2 separate regions of the Mus musculus genome follow, and region 1 is linked to region 2. Evidence: chromatin contacts called from public HiCAR-type data. All regions are on one chromosome and are shown on one strand. Each heading gives the region's core, a stretch centred on a gene start, on an enhancer-like site or on the middle of the called end of the contact. The rest is flanking DNA. Distances are from core to core; before and after follow the strand shown. Region 1 holds the start of Ppifos (peptidylprolyl isomerase F, opposite strand). Region 2 holds the start of 4931403M11Rik (a long non-coding RNA gene).

Region 1 (6,029 bases), core at 120-2,619, 1.1 Mb before region 2:
TGAGGGCTACCAATGTATGTATGCACACATTAGGTACTGAGGGCTACCGATGTATGTATGCACACATTAGGTACTGAGGGCTACCGATGTATGTATGCACACATTAGGTACTGAGGGCTACCGATGTATGTATGCACACATTAGGTACTGAGGACTTACTGGCAAGCAACAAGCCAGGATTTCCTGTGTTACTTTAAAAGATGCTTCACATAAAAACCAGCCTGGTCTACAAAGTGAGCTCCAGGACAGCCAGGGCTATACAGAGAAACCCTGTCTGGAAAAAACAAAGCAAACAAACAAACAAACAAACAAACAAAACCCCAAAACCTGGCTTGGGCCTCTGAGAGCTGCAGAGGATGACCTTGCCTCTGCCTTTAGGGAGTGGTTTTCAGAAAAATTCTTACATGCTTGCTGTACCCCTAGATTCCACTGGATGGAGACAGAACACACACATCCTCAGGAAACACAAGCCCTCCCACTTCTAACTCTGGACCCCTCTGAAATTGACAGGAGGCAGGTCACAGCTCAAGGAGGGATGGCTTTCCCTTTGACTTGTCCTGGGTGCCTGGAGTACCCCAGGTCAGCAGGCAACTCCAAAAACAACAACAACACATCTTTGACCTGTACCAGAAATACACAAATTTTAAAGTGAGTAAATAAATAATGTTCCTAAAATACTTTTAAAGTGGCTGGGGATAAGCCTATAATCAAAGCTATTCAAAGGACCAAGGCAAAAAGAGTCACAAGTTTTAAGTTGGCCTGGGCCATAGAGTAACTTCAAGGCCACCGTGGACAATGTAGACCTAGCCTACAACTAAACAAAAAGGGGAGGGTTTGGGGTCACAGGTCAGTGGTAAAGTACCTGTGTGACCTCAAGATTTTAGGTAATGATCCTAAGAAGCCCGTGTGTACTTTCTGTACCACCAAGAGCTCAAGAGGTCTGTCCTTTGCCAACTGCTTGACATATTGTCTAGATTAATCACAAGCCAGCCTGTAGCCTCATCTTCTCACCTGTAAGCTGTTGTGCTGCATGAGACATTATCAGTTATTAGTAGGCGAGATCTGCGTCTCAAATGAAGTCCCTCGGCAGCCCCACTGTATAAAGGACTGCAGAGGCTCGTGGACACAGGCACAGAATGCCTGCTCAGGGTCCACACCATCACAGCCAGCTGTTCTGAGGATGCTGGCTGCTCCCAAAATGGCTTTAACTACTACTCCAACCAAACTCTCAACCCAAGGAGCTGAGCTCTGACTTCATGGAAACTCCAAGACTCTGAAGACTCAGCATAACCTCTATGATGTCAGAATGACCACGCCTACCTCTAACCTGACATCACCTGATTCAGGAATTCTATATGGCATGAATGCAATACTCACCGCAGCCAGAGCCCACATCCCTTCTCCATGAGCTATGCTATGTCCCTACCCACCTAAGGAAACTCTTAGTCATGTGCTTGCCCCAGTCCTGTCTTCCCTGAGAATTCAGCAATGAAGAATTCCACATTTCAGTGACCCAGCATGAGAAAAGGGAAACCCACCTCTAACCTTTGGTGATCTCAGCCCCCTTTCCTAAGGATCTCTGACACACGGGAAATGTCACCCTCTTGTAAGTCACTACCCAGAGATTGCTGTGATGATACATCTGGCCCAAGACCATGCACCTCACATGGGTCACACCCAATTCCAGACCTAGATGTCATGTACACATTATGTAGCTGAGAGAAACTGAAGCTCAATCACTAAGCATAGCTGGGACTTCACCTAGAGGTAGTGCTCACGGTGGGGACTGTCTGGACCATCCTACAGGACAGATGGTAGCAAGGATGTTCTCAGTGGCTTCTGAGCTAGTACTTGGGGTTAGGACACAGAATGTTCTACACGGATTTCCTTACAATAAGGCTGAGGACGTGGCTTGTGTGCACAAAGGCCCTAGCATCATAAAACAACAAAACAAACAAAAAACAGTTCAAAGCATAGAACCTAACACATAGTAACTCCAAGACTGGCCCCAGCTGGAGTCAATGTTCCATGCCTGTAATCCCAACAGCATTGAGGAAGGTCAAGAGTGTTTGAAGCTAGCCAAAGGCTATACAGCAAGACCCTGGACCACACAGCAAGACCCTGTCACAAAAACAAATGAGCCCCAAAGATGTAAATTTCATTCCAAAACCAGAGACAGCCATTTTATAGAAAATAGGATTTATTTATCACATTTGAGATGAACACACAGGACTGTCCCAGAAATCTTTTACATATATATTATTGATAGATTGGATTTATTCAACATACAGAAAAAGCAAAGCCTGCCAGAAGACACTTCCCTCTTGAGAACAGCATGAGGTCAGGCAGTGTCTGTAAGTTTTCACCACGGGAATTCACATTGAGCAGAAAGACCGGGCTCACAGGTCTGTTCCCAGGTCCTGCTGCTTCTATTTCACAGGCTTTCAAAAATCACAGCAGCAGCCAGCAGGATTCACAGTGACCAGGAGGGAAGGCATTGACGCTGGGACTTTCACAAGAGCCCTGAGTGATGTCTCAGAAGCCAGGCTGGGAGGTGGGGGGGTTGGGGGTGTCTGTGGCTTGTGCCAACTCAGGTCACACATGGACAGTGCCGTGAGTGTCACAGCAACACAGGTCACACACGGACAGTGCCATGAGTGTCACAGCTTTGTTTCGATGAGATCTTGAATTCTATGTTAAATTATTGCAAGGAGGAAGACAACATTAAATAGCAACTGCTATCCCCACTGATCAAGGAAAAGAGTCAGGAGCCTTCCCTGACTAACTGGTCAGCATTGCCAATGTCCAAGGCACACGCACATGGCAATCACGGGGACATCGGCTGAGGGTACATGGCCCGATGGCCATACTGATGCCCAGAAACGGGATCTGAGGCAGGATGGACAGTGGAGAGCAGCCTGGTCTGGGAGGACCATGCCTGAGTGGCCTTCCTCAGACTCAATAGAAGTGGGTGCAAACTGTTCTTTGGAGAACCTGGGTGAATCAAGACATGGATGCCTGCTGCTGTCCTAGCACCTTGGCTGTGAGTTAGCTCAACTGGCCACAGTCTGTGATGACAATCTTCTTAGACGTCTTCCCACTTTTTGAGCCGAAAGATTCTATTTTCTTCACAACATCCATGCCCTCTTTGACATGGCCGAACACGACATGCTTGCCATCTAGCCTGTGGGGAGGGTTGAGCCAAGTAAGAAAACACCCAGCATCCTGGCCACTCGGCAGAGTTGTTTGCCAAAGGAACACCACTACCCTGAAAGCCTAGTTACCGCTTGTGAGCTCTTCAGCTGCATTCCACTGGATTCCAGGCTCCCAGTTCTGTCACCCTGGGCTTTGTCCGGCAGCCTGATCTGACTTTTGGTGACCTTACTTATGAGAAGTAGGTTGTTCTCATTCTGCCCAGGAAAATGATGGGCATTGCAGCACTCAAAAAAGCAAGACATCTGCACAACAGACTATGGCAAACTGAGCACCAAATAAGTGTGAGAAGCCTGGAGGTGTTGAGTAGCTCATGATCTGTGAGTTCCAAGAACAGAACAGGGACTTAGCTCAGCTCCAGCACAGCTGAGAATAAGGACAGCCTGGGGCAGAGCTTTAAGGCCCATCAAGGCTTCCATGGAAGGAGCAAAGAAGATGGGGCTGGCACCAACATGCCCGACCCTGACAGCCCTGTGTGGCTGTCATCCCATCGCTTAGATTTCCTTAAAGTTGTGAACACAGGTTTTCTAAACTTCTCAGTCAGCTGTTGCCTCTGACCTCCTGGGACCTGAGGCCTGGGATACTCAGAACTCTATGCAGAGAAAGGTGTTGCTTGGTGGAAGTTTTACCAGGGAAAAGGCATTCTTAGACAGCATAGGACTGTGGGAAAGGAAGCTGGGAGGTCTGGGAGCCATGTGCGGCCATGCTAACAGTGTGTGAGGAAACTATTCCTCACAACCCATGATTCCATAAGCACATTCTATAGCAGAGGCAAGCCAAGGAAACATCAGGGTAAGCCAGGCAAAGTGGCTTCCACTCAGACCACCATGAGGCCACTTACTGAAGCATTTCCCAAATTCAGTGTGTGTGCAGGCAAGACACAAATCAAATTCTAGCCAACAGCACCATTGGGGTAGACAGGTGGGACACAGTCACAGAAAAACAAACTGTGCCTTGATTCCTCCCTGTCTCTCAGACAGACACACAGCGAGAAGCAAGCCACTGGCCCAGAGCAGACGGGCCAGCTGCAGATCAAGCTCCCGACTGTGACCTCCTCTAGCTTCCTTCTCAGAGGCCCTGCGTGTGATGTACTCACCAGTCTGTCTTTATCGTGCAGATAAAGAACTGAGAGCCATTGGTGTTGGGGCCTGCGTTCGCCATGGACAGGACACCTGTAAGACAAGCACGGGTGAGCTGTGTCCCCAGGAGGTACCTCACCTGAAATGTTGCTAGGGAGAGCAGGTGGCTCACACTCCATTGAGGACGCGTGAACCTGCAGATCCTGGGACCAGAGAACCAGTGCTGACACAGTCCCCAGAGCTTGTGTGCCTTAACTGACAGCTGGCTTTCAATGGGGGAATGCCTGGGTGGAAAGAGTTCAGGGGTCGCAGTGGGGGCGCTGATTGAAACCCCAGCTATGGCTTCTAGACTCTCCCACACTCTGCCTTGGGTTCTGCTTAAAGACTCCCCAACCAAATTCCCATAGGGAAATCTGTTTGGTTTTTGTTTGTTGAAACAAGTCTCACTTTGAAGCCCAAGATGGCCTTGACCTTTGGATTCTCCCACCTCGGCTTCCCAAGTGCTGGAATTACAATAGGAAGTTTGGTTTTTACAGAGTAATGAATGAGAAAGTTCTAGAGAAACCCAGTAAGAGATGCTGAGCTGCCTGGATGCTAACAGAAGGAGCATGACAAGGATGCCGGGCAAGTGTGGACCATAGCGACGGGATGAACAGCAAGAGCGCTGGACAGGGCTCCGCCCCACAGACCTGGCCCCACATGCTTCAGTGTGAAGTTCTCGTCGGGAAAGCGGCTTCCGTAGATGGACCTCCCTCCTGTGCCATTGTGGTTGGTGAAGTCGCCAGCCTGTACACAGAGGACCTTGTCACTAATTACCACAGCTGGCAGAGGGACAAGGGTCCCCTAGGAAGACAGCCCTCAACGCTCTCAAGGCTCGCCCTCAGGCAAAAGGGCCAACAAAACTAAAACCAAGCTTCTGCATTTGTAACCATGCCGTAACAAGTCTGGTTTCTGAACAAAAAGTATCCTGTCTGAGCTAGTTTTTTTCTGTAAACCTCAAGAAACGTGCCTGAGCTATTCAGATTCTCAACCCACAATTCCTAAGAGGACCACAAGCAGGTGACCAGGGGTCCTGTTCTCAGAGCCAGGCAGTAGGAGACAACCAGTTCCCCGCCCGAATCCTCTTCTATGCTCCAGCATCACCCTCCCAAAGCCCAACAGCTTTGTAGACACATGCTCCATGGGGGTAGGTGCTTTTCTCAGAGCCTGCTCAGTGTCGGAGGACATTTTTGTGCACTGTGTACTCAATCGCTGATTTCTGTATTCAGATTCTGGTTGCCGTCTGGATTTTGGTATTGTCATTATCATGACACATCTGACTCAGTATTTTGTAAAACACTGTACTCGATCACTAAAATAAAGAGCTGAACAGCCTGTAGCTCAGCAGAAGAAAAGGCGGGACTTGATGGCCAGAGAGAGGGAGAGGGTCTCAGAGGGGAGAAGGGGAGTTGCCATTGGGACATGAATGATGAAGGAGGTGCCAGGGTGAGACTAAAATGGCAGGTAACGAGCCACGTGGCTAGGAAGTAGTTTAAGGCCAGTATTATTGTGTTAGAATAGCTCAGATTCTGCCCAGTTATACTGCCTGAAGCCTTTAATAAATATAAAGGTCTCTGTGTCATTAATCAGAGCAAGGGTGGGCTTAAGAAAGTCCTAACTTTTACAGTCCAGACAGCCTAGGAAGGACCTCCCTGCAATTCTTGCCCAGAAGAGTATAGGAACACTTCTATGCCACAG
Region 2 (5,948 bases), core at 935-3,434:
AGCTGATGACCAAAAACAATAGCCATAACCAGAGCAGTGGGTGATGAGGAAGGCCACGCCTTCTCCACAGTAGCAATATCCCGTGTGGCGGAAAGCCTGCTTGCCTGGCATGGGCTGTCCTTTTGCAGATGGGGAAACTGGGGTTGTGAATGACTTTCCACACCTACATTAAAGTAGCAAGAGAATCTTCCTCGGGACTATTGTGGCTATTGGCTCCCGCTTGCTCCATTAAGGCCCAAGGTCATACCCATAGTCACGAGAACTTGCGCACCCCCTCCAAAGCTGTGGTCAAAATTCCCCCAAGACAGACAAGGCAAGGCAGACTCCTGAACCCAGGTAGAAGAGGCTCAGTCCACTCTGTCACACACCCTGGTCTCATCAGGGAAACTTGGACCTCAACCTTTATAGACATTTGACCTCAAAAAGGGGGGAAAGAAAAAGGAAAGAGAGAGAGAGAGATCAAAAGGCTATGTTAAGAAATGTAGCAGTTGCTCAGAATAATGTCCCCAAAGTGTGACAGACAAAACTGTGAGACCCCACCCCACCCCACCCCCATCCAGAGCCAGGAAGTCCACAGTGACCTCTCAGAGCACCACGTGGCTGGAGATCTCACCCACATCCTTCCTAGAGAAGGCAAGCACGTCACACACACACACACACACACACACACACACACACACACACACACACACACACACAGAGCTGCCTGCAGCCTGGATTCCTAGCAGCCACTCCAGCTTCCCCTCCTCCCAGCATCTCTCTTGCAGGGAAATAGTCCAAAGCTGGCTGTTCTGATAAACTGGAGGCTTGGGGACTTTCTTCAAGTGCCTTGTAAATGGAAGCGTCTCCGAGCGACAGCTCTTGGTGTTCAATGAGATTATATTTCTTATTTAAATCGCTGATTGGAGGCTTGGTTTCAAAGTTAGATGCTGTGTACCCCTGGCCTGCTCTGGGCTCCCGGGGAGAGGCAATATAGCACTGCATTGTGTAGCATCCTTCCAAGCCCTCACTCCCATTCAGATGCCTCCAGGATGGAGAGCCTCGCACACATGCACGCACACACGGGGATGAAAGCTACCTCCCCTCCTGGTTTGGGAGCGAGAGATTATGCTTTTCATTCCAGAGTGCCTTCTCTATGGCTCCCCACCACGCTCTGCACCAGCCGGCTCCCCTCTCAAAGCGAAGGGGAGATAAAAGGCAATGTGTGCTTCATCCCACCTCCGGGGAGAGCTCCACTCAGTCCTTTGTCAGAAGAGGATAAGCGCCACCATTTTTGAAGGATTGTTGTTCAGAGTGCTCTGTTGGGAGGTTTGTGAAGCCCCACCCCCAACAACCAAGCAAGCATGCCGTTGTCCAACCATCCCTAAATGAGGTCCTGGCTGGGGAGATGCATCTTCTCAATAGGTGCCATCCCCTTGGGGTCATGGTGGGGAGCCTGGTATCCCCGGCTCTCCAGGAAAGCCAAGGTTTGCACAGGGTTGAACTCTGCCGGATCTATGCAGACCCTCCAAAGACCCAAGCTCTTCATTTTGGGGGAAATTTTGCAGTTCATTGTGTGTCAGAATAATATATTAGTAACAGCAGCCTCTAGACTGTGTGCAATTCATCCCCCTTCCATCCTTTGTCTGCTGGGAAACACAGGGGCTTGTTGGGGCATCTTTGAGACAGACTGGGGCCCTATCTAAAGCATTTCTAGGATTTTGGACTGTCCCAGAGACTCAGACAAGATAAAGGCCAGTGCTGGTCTTGAAGGATGCCCTGCTCTGCCTTCACTAGCAGGAGCTGCAGCACCAGGAAGATGGTTGATATGCCAGGCACATCCTGTGCCTCACACATCCAGGGACCGCAATCAGGTAGCTGATAAGAATGCAAGTCACATCGCCTGGACCATTGCCGCAGTGAACTGATTCATGCTGCTACTTTGAGGTGGGAGAAGGGACAGTGGGGCCCAGAGACAACCCAGCCTGGCTCTATTATACAGCTGCTGCTCTCAAGCTGAAATATCCCATCCTCTCCCACTCCCTCTCTTGCTGCCGAGCTGGCTCTGGCTGCTACCTGCAAAGCCTGAGGATTCTGGCCCCGGGTTCTGACTGAACAATGGCATTATGTGATGTATAAAGAGTACCCGGGCAACGGAGACAGGCATGGCTTAATTCGCTCAGTGCCCAGTGGCTTTTGAACGCTCCTGCATTCATCCTTTATCCTGAGCAGCCCCTGGCCTCTCCCCTCCCATTTATTGCTCAGCCGCCCTCATCACAATCTCTCCCCAGTCTGCAAGGGAGCTGATGGCTATGAATGAGAGCTAGGAAAGGAAGGAGGGGGCGACAAAGACCCTCTGATAACCAGAAAGACTCCTGATTGTGGGTGAAGAGATCTGAGGTTTGGTCTCTGGTGCCATCACTCATGAGGGAACCTTGGGCTCATCTCTCGTCAGCTTCAGGTTCCCTTTCCAAGAGAGTCAGGAAGAAAGTCCAACAGGAGCTTTGCCAGTTCTGACATTCTCTCACGTGAATACACACAGCTTGCGTGGCAGCATTCTGGTCTCATGTCTTAGTCACAAAGGTACTCCACTGTATCAGAATATTTTCCTTGGCTGTGACCTCAGGCCAGGCCACAGGTCAGGACAGAAGATAACACAGGTGAGTCCCATGATCCATTGCTGCTACCCCCTCATCCCTGCTGATCCCAGCTCCGCATTTGTTATCTCAGAAGAATAAGAAACCCAGTTCTTCCTCCTCCTGCTGCTCCTCCTCCTTCTCCTCCCCCTCCTCCTCTCCGTCGTCCTCCTTTCCTCTCCCCTCCTACTTCTTTTTTTTAAAAGAAAGCAGACATGTGAACTTGCCTGTGAAGACATTGTTTTAAAATGGCAGACCAAATAAAACTCACCAGAAGGCTGCATCTGACAGCACCTTTATCTTAAGCTCAGAACTGACACAAGCCCAAGCAAGAACCTCAATTCCACTCTGATGTACACAACCCTGGCATCGGGCCTAACCCTCAGAGGATAAGGACACCTGACTGTGATTTCTTTGAGAGAAGAAGCAACCCACAGTGGGTCCCCTACTGTCAGCTATCCGGCTAGCTAGCATCTGGCTAGCACCACACTGCCCCGATTCCCACGGGTTAAGGGTGGGCTCCTCCAGAGCCCACTGTAGTCACCACCCCCCAAACACACACACACACATGATTCCAGAGCTTTAGATCCCCATTTTGCAAAGACTGAAGGAGCCAATGAAATGCTGCTTGTCTGAATTCCTATTTGTCCAAACAGATTCTCAGCCTCCACGTCCGGCCTTCCTAGTGAAGCCTGCCAGGGATGGAAAAGAGACTGGGGAACTTCAGGCAGGCATAGATTCCACAGACTCACACACTGGCTATATCATTCTATGAGCCTAGCTTAAAATCATTGTCCATGTTCATAGCACTCTCGGAAGACATAAGCTGATTATCATAAGTACTGAACAACTAATATTTGCTGACACTGGGGTGAAATATTAGGTGCAAGGAACTCTGTGAAGAATGCAAGAGAAGACAATGTTTCCCACCCATTCTTACAATAACACCCAGACAGCAGTCATCCTAAGGCTGCATTTAAGCCTCTCTGGTGCTAATGTGGGAAAGCTATCTTATAGGCCCACGCAGCTGTCAGAAGTATCTCTTCCTCAGACGGCATCAATACAGTAGGCAGGAGGCCAGCTCCTTGTTCATCCTCAAATCCAAACCTCTCTCTCAACAGGGACCATATTGCTATGGAGAAGAAAACAAGAAGCTATCTGTTTTTTCAAACATAGATGTGGAATTAGGAAGTGAGAAAGAAATGGAATCTGGACTAATCCAGTGGACTGGCATGATCTGCTGGGGCAGTTGTCTCGAACATATCAGTTCCAGCTGCTGAAACACTGGGACCATAGAGCGGTGATGGAAATAAGAAGATGAAGGTCAATTAGGACCACGGTGGGGTTGGGGAAGACAAAGACTTTGGTTTCTGTCCTGTAGGCAGCTGATGGGATGCTCATTGCAGGAAGGATTCTGGAACTGAGTTTCAGAATGAGCATTCACAGGCTATGTGAAATCACACACTACAGGCTAGGAGTGGTCCAGGGGGCAAAAGCAACAGATCAGGGAGAGGTCAGAAGCCTGAGCCAGGGTAGTGGCAATGGGCTAGGAAAGAGAAGGACGTGGGCAGCAGAATGGCTACAGTTTGGGAGTTATCTGGACACCAGGGTAGCATTCTGGTCAGTTTTATATCAACTTGGCACAATCCAGAGTCATTTAGAGTCAGACTCTAAACTGAGAAATGCCTCCCTAAGGTTGGGCAATAGGCAAGTGTGCGATCTATTTTTAATTAATGCTTGATGTGGATGGAAGTGGCAGTGGGGGGTTCGTCTGGGTAGTATAAGCAAGCCATGAGGAGCAAGTCAGTAAGCAGCATTCTCCATGGCCTCTGCTTCAGCCGCTGCCTCCAGGGACCTGCCTTGAGTTCCTGGCCTGCCCTCCCTTACTGATGAAACACGACCTGAAAGTTATAAGGTGAAATCAGCTCTTTTCTCCTCAAGTTGCTTTTGGTCGTGGTGCTTTATCATAGCAATAGAAACCCAAACTAAGATGGATGATGGGTTAAAGATGCCTGACTGTTAGGGAGGGCTGCAGTGTCAGCCTCAACAGAGGAAGACGGCCTTGGGAGGGGACACACCTTCAGACCCCTTCATACATGACGCAGGAAAGATTCCTGGGTGACCTCTAGCAGGGGTTACACGAGACGGAGAACGAGATGGCATGAGGCTGGGAATGCCGGGTGACATAGTTCCAAAGTGGACACCTTGCAAGAACCATCATGCCAAACTACTCTCTAAGCCAACATCCACTGGGAGGGAACTGTGAGTACAGCCTCTGGAAGCTGGGCATCCCTCAGTGTCTGATACGGACCATAAATATTTGCCTGGTTGAGAGCCCCAACTGGAGATGCAGCAGCCGCTCCCCCGCACGTGGCAATCGACAAATCTCTCATGGAGGGCTTAAAGAGGGGAAACCATCTCAATGATGGCACTTCACACTCAGTACTTGACATTCCTAGGCACTCCACAGGCATTAGCTAATTAATCCTTGAGTCTGTTTAGCCCCCAAAAGAACTCCCAGAGGCTCCACTTCTACCCCCATGGGTGGGGAGTTCCACTCCCTGCTTAGGCTCCGATTCCGACCAGTGAGGGACACCACTCTGCAGATAGCCACTTGCTCACTCCACATGTGGACAGGACATCACTCACTCTTGGGAAATCAGGAAGAGGACTTGAGAAAAGATGGCTTTGCTGTGTTTGACCCTTCTTGAGAAGGTCACAGAAAAAAAAGAGATGGGACAGAGCTCAATACCTACTCAAGTCCCTGCTAGGAGTACTCTCTGCAGATTCAAATTTTCCCTAAATGGATTCTATGTATTCCTTTTATTTAAGTCTCAACCTCCCAAGGTGTAATTACTTCTCTACATCACATTCTTCCAGGAGATCCTGAGGCCAGGGATCCAGTTTAAGCAGGCAAGGTTTGTTTTTTTGTTTTTTTGTTTTGTTTTGTTTTTAGTATGGCCTCACTCAGAAGGTACCAGTCAGGGTGAGGAGAGACAAGGGATGCAGGAAAGTAGTTTATGAAGAGGGTATTAGGGAGTCCCTCCTTACTGTGGATGTGTAAGGCTCCATCTGCGGAGGCTCCCTAGGGATCTATGAGCATGCCTCAGCCATCACACTGGATGGAAGGAGCTGGGGGATTTATTCTTTATGTGAACAGCAGCTCCCAATGCCAATAGGCCTGTCACTTGCATCCCAACAACAGGGGGTTGTCAGAAGTCCCCAGGACCACTGAGGAATGGAGAGAGCTAACCAACAGGGACAAAGTTCCAGAAGCATCTATCGTGACTCATCTAGATGTGATGCTCCATGATGGTGACAAATACGACCAAG

Evidence for each region. HiCAR-type assays count read pairs that join an accessible place to other places.
Region 1: a HiCAR-type map of astrocytes shows a contact between it and region 2, with 4 times the contacts expected there. The contact joins the promoter of Ppifos here to the promoter of 4931403M11Rik in region 2. A contact is called at or near these places in 6 of 39 promoter capture datasets (the 3T3-L1 cell line, cranial neural crest, embryonic stem cells and 3 more) and 3 of 115 datasets of contacts at active chromatin or transcription factors (astrocytes, embryonic forebrain and large pre-B cells).

The regions. Positions count from the first base shown.
Region 1 is chr14:25,696,622-25,702,650 of GRCm38.p6, reverse strand. Ppifos (peptidylprolyl isomerase F, opposite strand) reads left to right here and starts at 1,369. Exons shown (of 3, transcript NR_028021.1): 1 at 1,369-1,606; 2 at 4,331-4,402; 3 at 4,829-6,029. Ppif (peptidylprolyl isomerase F (cyclophilin F)) reads right to left here. Exons shown (of 6, transcript NM_134084.1): 4 at 4,982-5,078; 5 at 4,310-4,385; 6 at 2,183-3,184. The coding sequence ends at 3,049.
Region 2 is chr14:24,613,701-24,619,648 of GRCm38.p6, reverse strand. It overlaps 4931403M11Rik (a long non-coding RNA gene), which reads right to left and starts at 2,184. Exons shown (of 3, transcript XR_874411.2): 1 at 2,056-2,184.